Linked DNA regions of Mus musculus: region 1 is linked to region 2. The links are chromatin contacts, called in public Hi-C maps. All regions are on one chromosome and are shown on one strand. Each heading gives the region's core, a stretch centred on a gene start, on an enhancer-like site or on the middle of the called end of the contact. The rest is flanking DNA. Distances are from core to core; before and after follow the strand shown. Region 1 overlaps Sox5 (SRY (sex determining region Y)-box 5). Region 2 has its middle 55 kb from the start of 4930407I02Rik.

Region 1 (3,559 bases), core at 327-2,826, 550 kb after region 2:
CTCCCTGTGGGTGGGGGAGGTGACAAGGAGGGGCCGTCATCCTGAAGACAGTAGGAGGGAAGCATGGGAGAAAAGAAGGCATCCTAGTGCTCCTCACAGCCACTCAGAGAGAGCAAGTCGCTGCCCCCACTGACCTTTTCTGTCCGGCAGTTGCTGAGACCTATGCTGTTCACCACGGCCACCTTCCCGTCCAACGCTTGCTGCTCTCGCCTGAGTTGCTCTTTCATCTGGCGAGCTTCTTGGATTGCCTTGGTGACAGCATCGTGGTCATTTAAATAGCCTGGGAACAAGACACAATAGATGTACCAAGTGCATGGGAGAGGGAGAAGCTGAGTTTTGGTCATTACTTGGTTGGGGGTGCGGGTGAGGAGGAGGCGGTGGGTTCTGAGGGATCTGAGGGTTCCTAATGTCTTCATGGAACCCATGCGGAATGAATGAATGAATGAATGAATGAATGAGCAAGCAGTCATATATGAGAATACCACATTCATCCACAGTAGAAAGACACACACACAGCATATCTGATTGCTTCTAAATGTTCACAAATTTATACCTGCAAATGTAGATTGATTTTGATTTGAATTGTGCATGCATGTATGCATGTGTTTTTGCATGTGTGTATGTCTGTGTGTGTCTCCCTGTGTGTATGTGTGCAGTGTCCACATAGGCCAGGAGAGGTCCTTGGATCTCCTGCAACTGGAGTCACAGGCAGCTGTGAACCAAGATGGCTACTGGGAACCAAACTTGTCTCCTCTGCAAGAGTAGTACGTGCTTTTAACCATTGAGCCATCTTTTCAGCCTCAAACGTAAAGTATTCCAAAGTTTAAAAATATGAAACTCGGAGGTTCAGTCAGTTGCCCTCTAAGATCTATGCGCTGATAATAGCAACTGCAGTTCCCTCTCAGAGTATCAGAAAATTCAGGTCAGGGTGTATGGCTAGTGCAATCAGGTCTGTGACAGATGGGATAAGTCATTAGCTGACTGGAAGAAACACTCCCCCACCCCCATAAATCCACTTTCCGTGAACATGATCTACAGGTGGCAGTGGTTTCCTGTGGGTCTAAAGTCCTAGGCATGAGGAGACTAGACTTCAGGCACACAATATGACCAAGAACCCGCAATCAGTAAGACATCATCGGTAGTATTAACTCTGGCCTCTGTTAACTCAGTCTCAATGGCCAGCTTGGGTCTAAAACTCCCTGGCCCAGGCTTAGTCAAGGTCTCTGCCAAAATAGTCTAAAAGGACTCTGAGTGAGGGGCTGAGGTGATGTTAACCTGATCCCAGTGGAGCTGCTGGCCACTGACTTATTTGCTGTGCATTACTGTACAGAACATTATTTTAGGGTAGAGGAGAATTGAGAAAAAAAAAACAGTGCATTTTGCAACTATTTAAAGGATGGCTAATATTCTGTTGCTCACTCCCTATCTTTTAAGTGGGGCATAAAATGGCCTAAGATGGATCTGTAATATGAAATTGCCCAGAAAAGGGACTTGTTTGTGACACGAGGCTAAATCTAACCAGATCCATTGGTGAGCTGTGACAGATGGAGGGACTGTGAGACAGAAGGCAGGCACTAATCACACATAAAATGACCGGCTTGCCTCAACATGTTCCACGAATTCCAGCAAACTTTACACCCTAATCCATTTTTAGAACAAAAAACATCTGGGCCATAAATCCTCTAATCTGCCAAAACACGCTATTAAATCCCACGATTTGTTGAAAAACACTAAGATTAAAGAAAGGAAATATAAAATGGCTAGCTGCCTTGCTACGAAAGTGTTATTAATACTCTTTCTTTGTGTCATTATGAATGTTCTGGTACTAAAGAGCCTTGTCTAATCATGTCAGATTACACACCCTCATTGCATAGCTCTTCTGTCTGACCTGCTGATTGCCAAAAACTCATCAAATATTTTCTCGCTGCTTAAAAATTCTACTGAGAGTACTGAAGGGAGACCCACATAGTACGGTTCTGGTGAGGACTGGTAAAGTTTGGTTCCTCGGTGGTCCTGGCTTTCCTTGTCACAGGCTAATCCTGGTCCTCTCATCTTCTTGGGTCCTTGAGTATGTCCCAGATGAGGTCATAGAAGGAGGAGGGGACTGAGAGTGATTGCTGTGCTTTTTAGAAATAGTCACTGCAATTGATCCAAAGAACAAACTGCGGCTTCAAATACACATGATGTTCACACCAAGGACTGCTTGGGGTGGATGTCTGTGGCTGAGGATAGACCTGCTCTCAGTGACACTCTCCCCAGCATCATGAACAGTGCTCTCAACATGTTATTCCCCAGTGCATAGCGACCTGCCGTACTCTGGGTAGCAATCCAGCCCTTCTGTGATAAGCTTGGGTGTGCTTGTTTAGTCAGTCCTCAAAAGACCAGTCTGCTTGTCCTGGCCCCTGACCCCTGTCTCTACTCAACCTGGCGATGCATGCTTTTTATACTCTATTTAGTCTCTCTATGGTCTGTTTAGCTTCCCCAGAACACAAATATATTTGAAACGGTTTAGCACATGGTGTTGAATAAAAGCATGAATTCTTTAAGCTTTTTTACAGACTGCCAAGATAGCACTGTGTAGGAAAACAGTTAATATGGATAGATGGGGAATGTAAATGATGGTGAGGTGAGGAACTGAACCCATGTGGGGCAAGGGCCACTCCAGCCGTGGGGAGGGTCGATGAGGTTCAAATAGGTGCTGGCTCAGAAATAAACATTGTTTTTGGAGACCCTTGTGTTTCAGTAGTAACGCTGTGTTAGATTCTAAAATTGGTATCTGGTCTGCTAACTCTGAAAGCCGCACCATATGTTACAGAGTTGAGCCATGGCATGGGTTTGCTCCCTGTGTCCGTCCAGTGTCATTTTAGCATGCTCAGCTGATGTCTTTCTTCCCCTGCTGGCTCCCTTCACCCATGTCCTTGCATTGCCTTGCCTTGGATTCTAGAAAGAATGGTTGGAGATTTTATATATATGTGTATGTGTATGTGTATGTGTATCAATGGTATGTGCATATGTATATATATATATATATATATATATATATATATATATATATATATATATATATATGGTATGTGTGTAGATGCACACTTACCTGTGAATAGTATAACATATGACCTCCCTACCTTCCTCCTCCTGCCAACTGACTTCATTTCTGTCACCTGTTTCATTGAACACGATAGCCTTTTTTACAGTTATCAAAAATGTCCTAGACCAAAGTTCTAGATTTTTCTTGCCCCCCATTTATGTTTCTTATCTTTAAACCATCCCCACACTTACCTCAACTTTAAGTGTGAGGATACCTCTCCCTCCAAACAAGCAAATCAAGTTTTTCCTCAAATTTTATTTTTAACTAACTCCCCCCCCCCCCAGTCAAGCTCCTTATATTTGCTCCAGGGCTGTGCTCTCTCCCATCCTCTCATCTCTCTGGCCACAGCTAACACCTCTCTGCTGCTTCCCAAGGCCTCGAGTTGCTGGATTCCAAAGCATTTTCTCCTTCCTGCACAATGGCCTCCCAGGGAATCCTGACAGTGGGAAGCTCCCACACCCACTCGTTCTG
Region 2 (3,965 bases), core at 871-3,370:
TATGCCTTTCCAAATTTCTATAGATAGTATTTCCCTTATGGTTTGTGTTCTAGTTAATAATTGATGTGTTTCCTAGAATGGATTACCCACTTATACAATATAACTTTTTTAGGATTTTTTATTTTTATTTATTTGCATGTGTGTGTCACTGTTTGTATGAACACATGTGTCACTGGAGCTAGTAGAGTCAAATCGCTGAATCTGGAGTTACAGGCACTGTGAGCTGCTTGATTCAGGTCTCAGAACAAAGCCATGGACCTGGTCCTCTGCAAGAACAGCAGGCTCTCTTACCTGCTGAGCCCCATCTTAGCCCCCACGTGCTGCTGAGCCCTGTCTTAGTCCCCACATGCTGATATTGTTCACTTTCTCTAAAGTAGTTTCTCTCTCTACTTGTTAATACAATAATGCTTGGTGTGTTACACATGAATGTCTGTTCATCCCAGATAGCTTCTCATGATAGACCAAAGTATGATTTCATCTAAGTCTAATGTGGTGGGCTTTTTGAGAGACTGAGGCTGGTTGAGGGGTTACATGCAGGAGCACAGATAACTCCCAAACTACAGCATCTTCATCAAAATGTCCCACTCAAACATGTATGGTGTCCTGTGGGTGTTGCTTCATGGAGTCACACTTTCAATTAATCTCCCACTTCTTATATACTCAGGTATCTCCTAAGGTCACTCCAGCTGGAGGAAGGAGATCTCAGGTAAAGGTCTTTTGTCCCTGCCTTTCCCCATGGTCTAGAAGTGTCAATAGCCCTATTACCACCATCATACACCTACCTGGCCCTGCATTGGTCTGCTTTAGTTGCCATGGCTACAAAGTCTCAGTCCCAGATGGAATCTTGTTAAGACTGGAGGAAAAGTACCGTAGAACAACATCCCCTGCTCTTCTTAATCATCAGTGATTCATCAAATCTCAGGAAATGTAGTTGGTCTGTGTAGCTATCAGTGGGATACATTATTACTATTATTGAGCATATGACATAGTCTTAGACTAATTGGCTTTTGTTGGGGGTGTCTGTTTTCAATCAGGGAATGAATATCTTGAGTGGTACTATCAACTCCTAACAATTGAAGGTGAAATTTTAAGCTCATATAAGTAAGATTTAAAGAGATATAAAGAGAAATTTAAGTATCACGTATTAAATTTTGGAAACTGGTGGTTTCCAAAAATGTATGCAAATGCAAAGTTTATAAAATAAGTTACACGTTTCATATCTAGAGCCTCGCCTTTAAGATGAGGAATGTTTTTGAAAAGCTCTGGTCTGGGCATACGGATGCTGGTGTTGGTATATTTACCTATATGCTGTGGGTTGAGAAGACGGTAGACCCCTGGGCATTATGGGTCTATAGAAGCGCTCTGAAGGAATAGATTGGTCCTCTGGGATGCACTGTGTTTAGAATAGCTGCTTCCTTCACCTGTGGCCCTGGAAGCTCACTTTGGGAAAAACTAGTAGAGAGGCAAACAGAAGGAAACAGGGTTGCAATAGGATTCTTGGCTTGGCACAGCACACCATGAGCAGGCCTGGGTCTTGAGTCCCCAGACCTCTCAGATATTTTCCTTTACTTCATAGTTTGTGTGCATATGACTGTCACTCCTGCTCTGGTGAGCCCCTGGGAAAGGCTCAACAAATTGTCCAAGGGACAGGTCTTTGCTACAGGGTTCTTAGAAACTCTCTCAGTTGGCTTTGTAGTTACTTAGAATTTTTAAAAGTTAAGAAAAATTTTTAAAATGTTTTATGCATTTATATATTCTACACTGAACTTGTTTCTCCTTATTAAGTCCCTCTCCCATGGGTGATCTTAAGGTGACCAAAGGGTTGAGAATAAGAACAAGACTTCAGAGAAATTTTCATTATTCTTACCATTCTCTGATACACTGATCCTTGGGAAAAATACAGATCATTCTGAAGGAACTCCATCTTCACAACATTTATCATAACATAATAAACAGAATTTGAGACAGGGATGGGGGCTTGGAAGGTTTCCACCAAGGCCATTGCGTACGGAACCTCTTGTTCTGGTCTAAGTGTCTTGATTTCCTCTTCCTATCTCTTTCCCTCCTTGGAGGTATTCCAGTGGATTGCACAAGCCATCTTTTACAAGCCAGGAGGATCTTAAACTGGACCACGTGAGGAACAAGGCACAAAGCAAGTCTCCCGTCTCACCAGAGGAAGGAAGACATAAACAGAGTCCAGCATTTGTTTGTATGCTGGCCGGCCGCTCACTTCCCGCCTCTGTGATGTTCTTGTGAGCATCCTGGAGGTCTTTCCATTGTTGATGTTTGGTCGTTTCATCAGCTATGGTCCTCCGTGTCTGTGCCTGAGACTATCTCAAAGCATCAACATGCAGTTCCTGTGTAGCTATTAAAACCCGGCTGATAAAATATCAAAAGAATTACCCAGAGCGTTTGATTGGCTCCCTGCTCCTGACTGTTTCCCAAGTAATAGTTTATGATTTTTATTCTGAAATTCAAAGATAAAAGTCTTGGTGACAGATTGGAGGAGGAACTGAAGAGCCTGAAGTACAAATCATTGATTAATCACGTTCATTTATAAGCCTCCAGGCTTCTTTTGGCCTGCTAAAAACTTATTAACTTAAAATTATTTAGTATAAAAATTCCTACAAGATGTGATTTTATGTTTTTCTGACCGAAACTAAACTCAGCAAGAATTTTACTTAACACACAGTGAGAAGACAGCACCTGATGTGATCAAGTAAAAATCCTTTATTTTTAGATTTAAAATTGTCAGTCAGAAGACAGATTCCTTTGAGCTTGCCACGTGTTTTTCTCCCTAGTCCTTGGAGGACACAGAATACCCCGTGTCAACGAAAACCCAAGTCTTTATGTAGTAGATACGTACTATGACTATTTAGCAAGTGTTTATGTTTGTTATCAGAAAATGTGGATTTGTCCAGGAAACACTTAAAATGCACTGATGGTCGAGGGGACGTGGGTGAGCTAAGAGGATGACATTAAAGATTTTATGTATGTGCCTGAGTTCGTGTCACCCAGTGTGTGTAGTGCCTACGGAAGCCAGAAGAGGGTGTCAGGTTTTTCTTTGTGTGTGTGTGTGTGCATGTTTGTGTGTGCACAGTGGTGTATATGCTTGGAGCTGGGGTTAGAGCATTGTGAGCCACCTTATGTGGGTGCTGGGAACTCGGGTCCTCTGCAAGAGCAGTATGAGCTCTTAAATACTTAGTATACTTTGCTTCTCTCTCTCTCCTCCACTGCCCGCCCCAATCCCCATCCCCTTACTGGTCCCTTTCCTCCCTCCAAGCGGTGTCCTTTCTGCTCTCATCTCACAGGTATTACACTCTCTAATTCCCTTTTCCCCTTCATACTCTCTTACTTTCATATTCTAAATGTATGTGCACACACACTCATGCACACTCACATGCATACACATATATACACATTCATGTGTACACTGTGGACACAAACATGTACACACATGTACACACATGTACACACACACACACCACACAACATTGACTCTAGATTCTGGATTTGAGAGGATGCATGGGACACGTGGTTTTTTGCTTTTTGTTTTTTGTTTTTTTTGTCTGTCTAGATCTCCAGATCCTCCCTCTGCCTCTCCCCTGTCCTTTTTTTTTTTTTTTGGCACTGACTCCTTATCATGGTTTTCTGTTTACTTTCTGGGTTATGGGATGAAACTCCAGTCTTTAATTCTGGGGTGTCCTTACATTTGTCTGTTTCTCTCATTAGGTAGTCACAATTTTGTCTGATTACTTACTCTAGGAGGCACCTGCCCTATCTCCATGGCTACAGTCTCGTCTTTTTTCATAGCTGTACCCATCCTTCTGGGCCTGAAGGCGTCCTGGATGTGATGGCTTCCTGTGGTTTCAACCCTGATGACCTCTTGTCCCTCTGTAGAATCACATCCCACATCTCTGACCTCTGACGTTATCACTGTCATATCTGAAGAGCTGATGATCTTT

The links. A called contact is a pair of places that touch in the nucleus more often than the background predicts.
Region 1: a Hi-C map of uterus shows a contact between it and region 2, with 4 times the contacts expected there. The contact joins two enhancer-like sites. A contact is called at or near these places in 1 of 39 promoter capture datasets (the 3T3-L1 cell line), 4 of 484 Hi-C or Micro-C datasets (the 3T3-L1 cell line, cerebral cortex, cortical neurons and 1 more) and 1 of 9 other capture datasets (embryonic stem cells).

What each region holds. Positions count from the first base shown.
Region 1 is chr6:143,861,250-143,864,808 of GRCm38.p6, forward strand. Sox5 (SRY (sex determining region Y)-box 5) reads right to left here. Exons shown (of 15, transcript NM_011444.3): 11 at 135-280. Among named protein-coding and RNA genes, the nearest start is that of Gm52484, 31 kb to the right of the region's middle. Within about 2 kb of position 1,577, at least 15 of the 459 cell types and tissues checked have an H3K27ac peak or open chromatin away from gene starts, as enhancers often do. A contact at or near this core is called in uterus, where this site is marked.
Region 2 is chr6:143,313,896-143,317,860 of GRCm38.p6, forward strand. No RefSeq gene overlaps it. Among named protein-coding and RNA genes, the nearest start is that of 4930407I02Rik, 55 kb to the left of the region's middle. Within about 2 kb of position 2,121, at least 6 of the 459 cell types and tissues checked have an H3K27ac peak or open chromatin away from gene starts, as enhancers often do. A contact at or near this core is called in uterus, where this site is marked.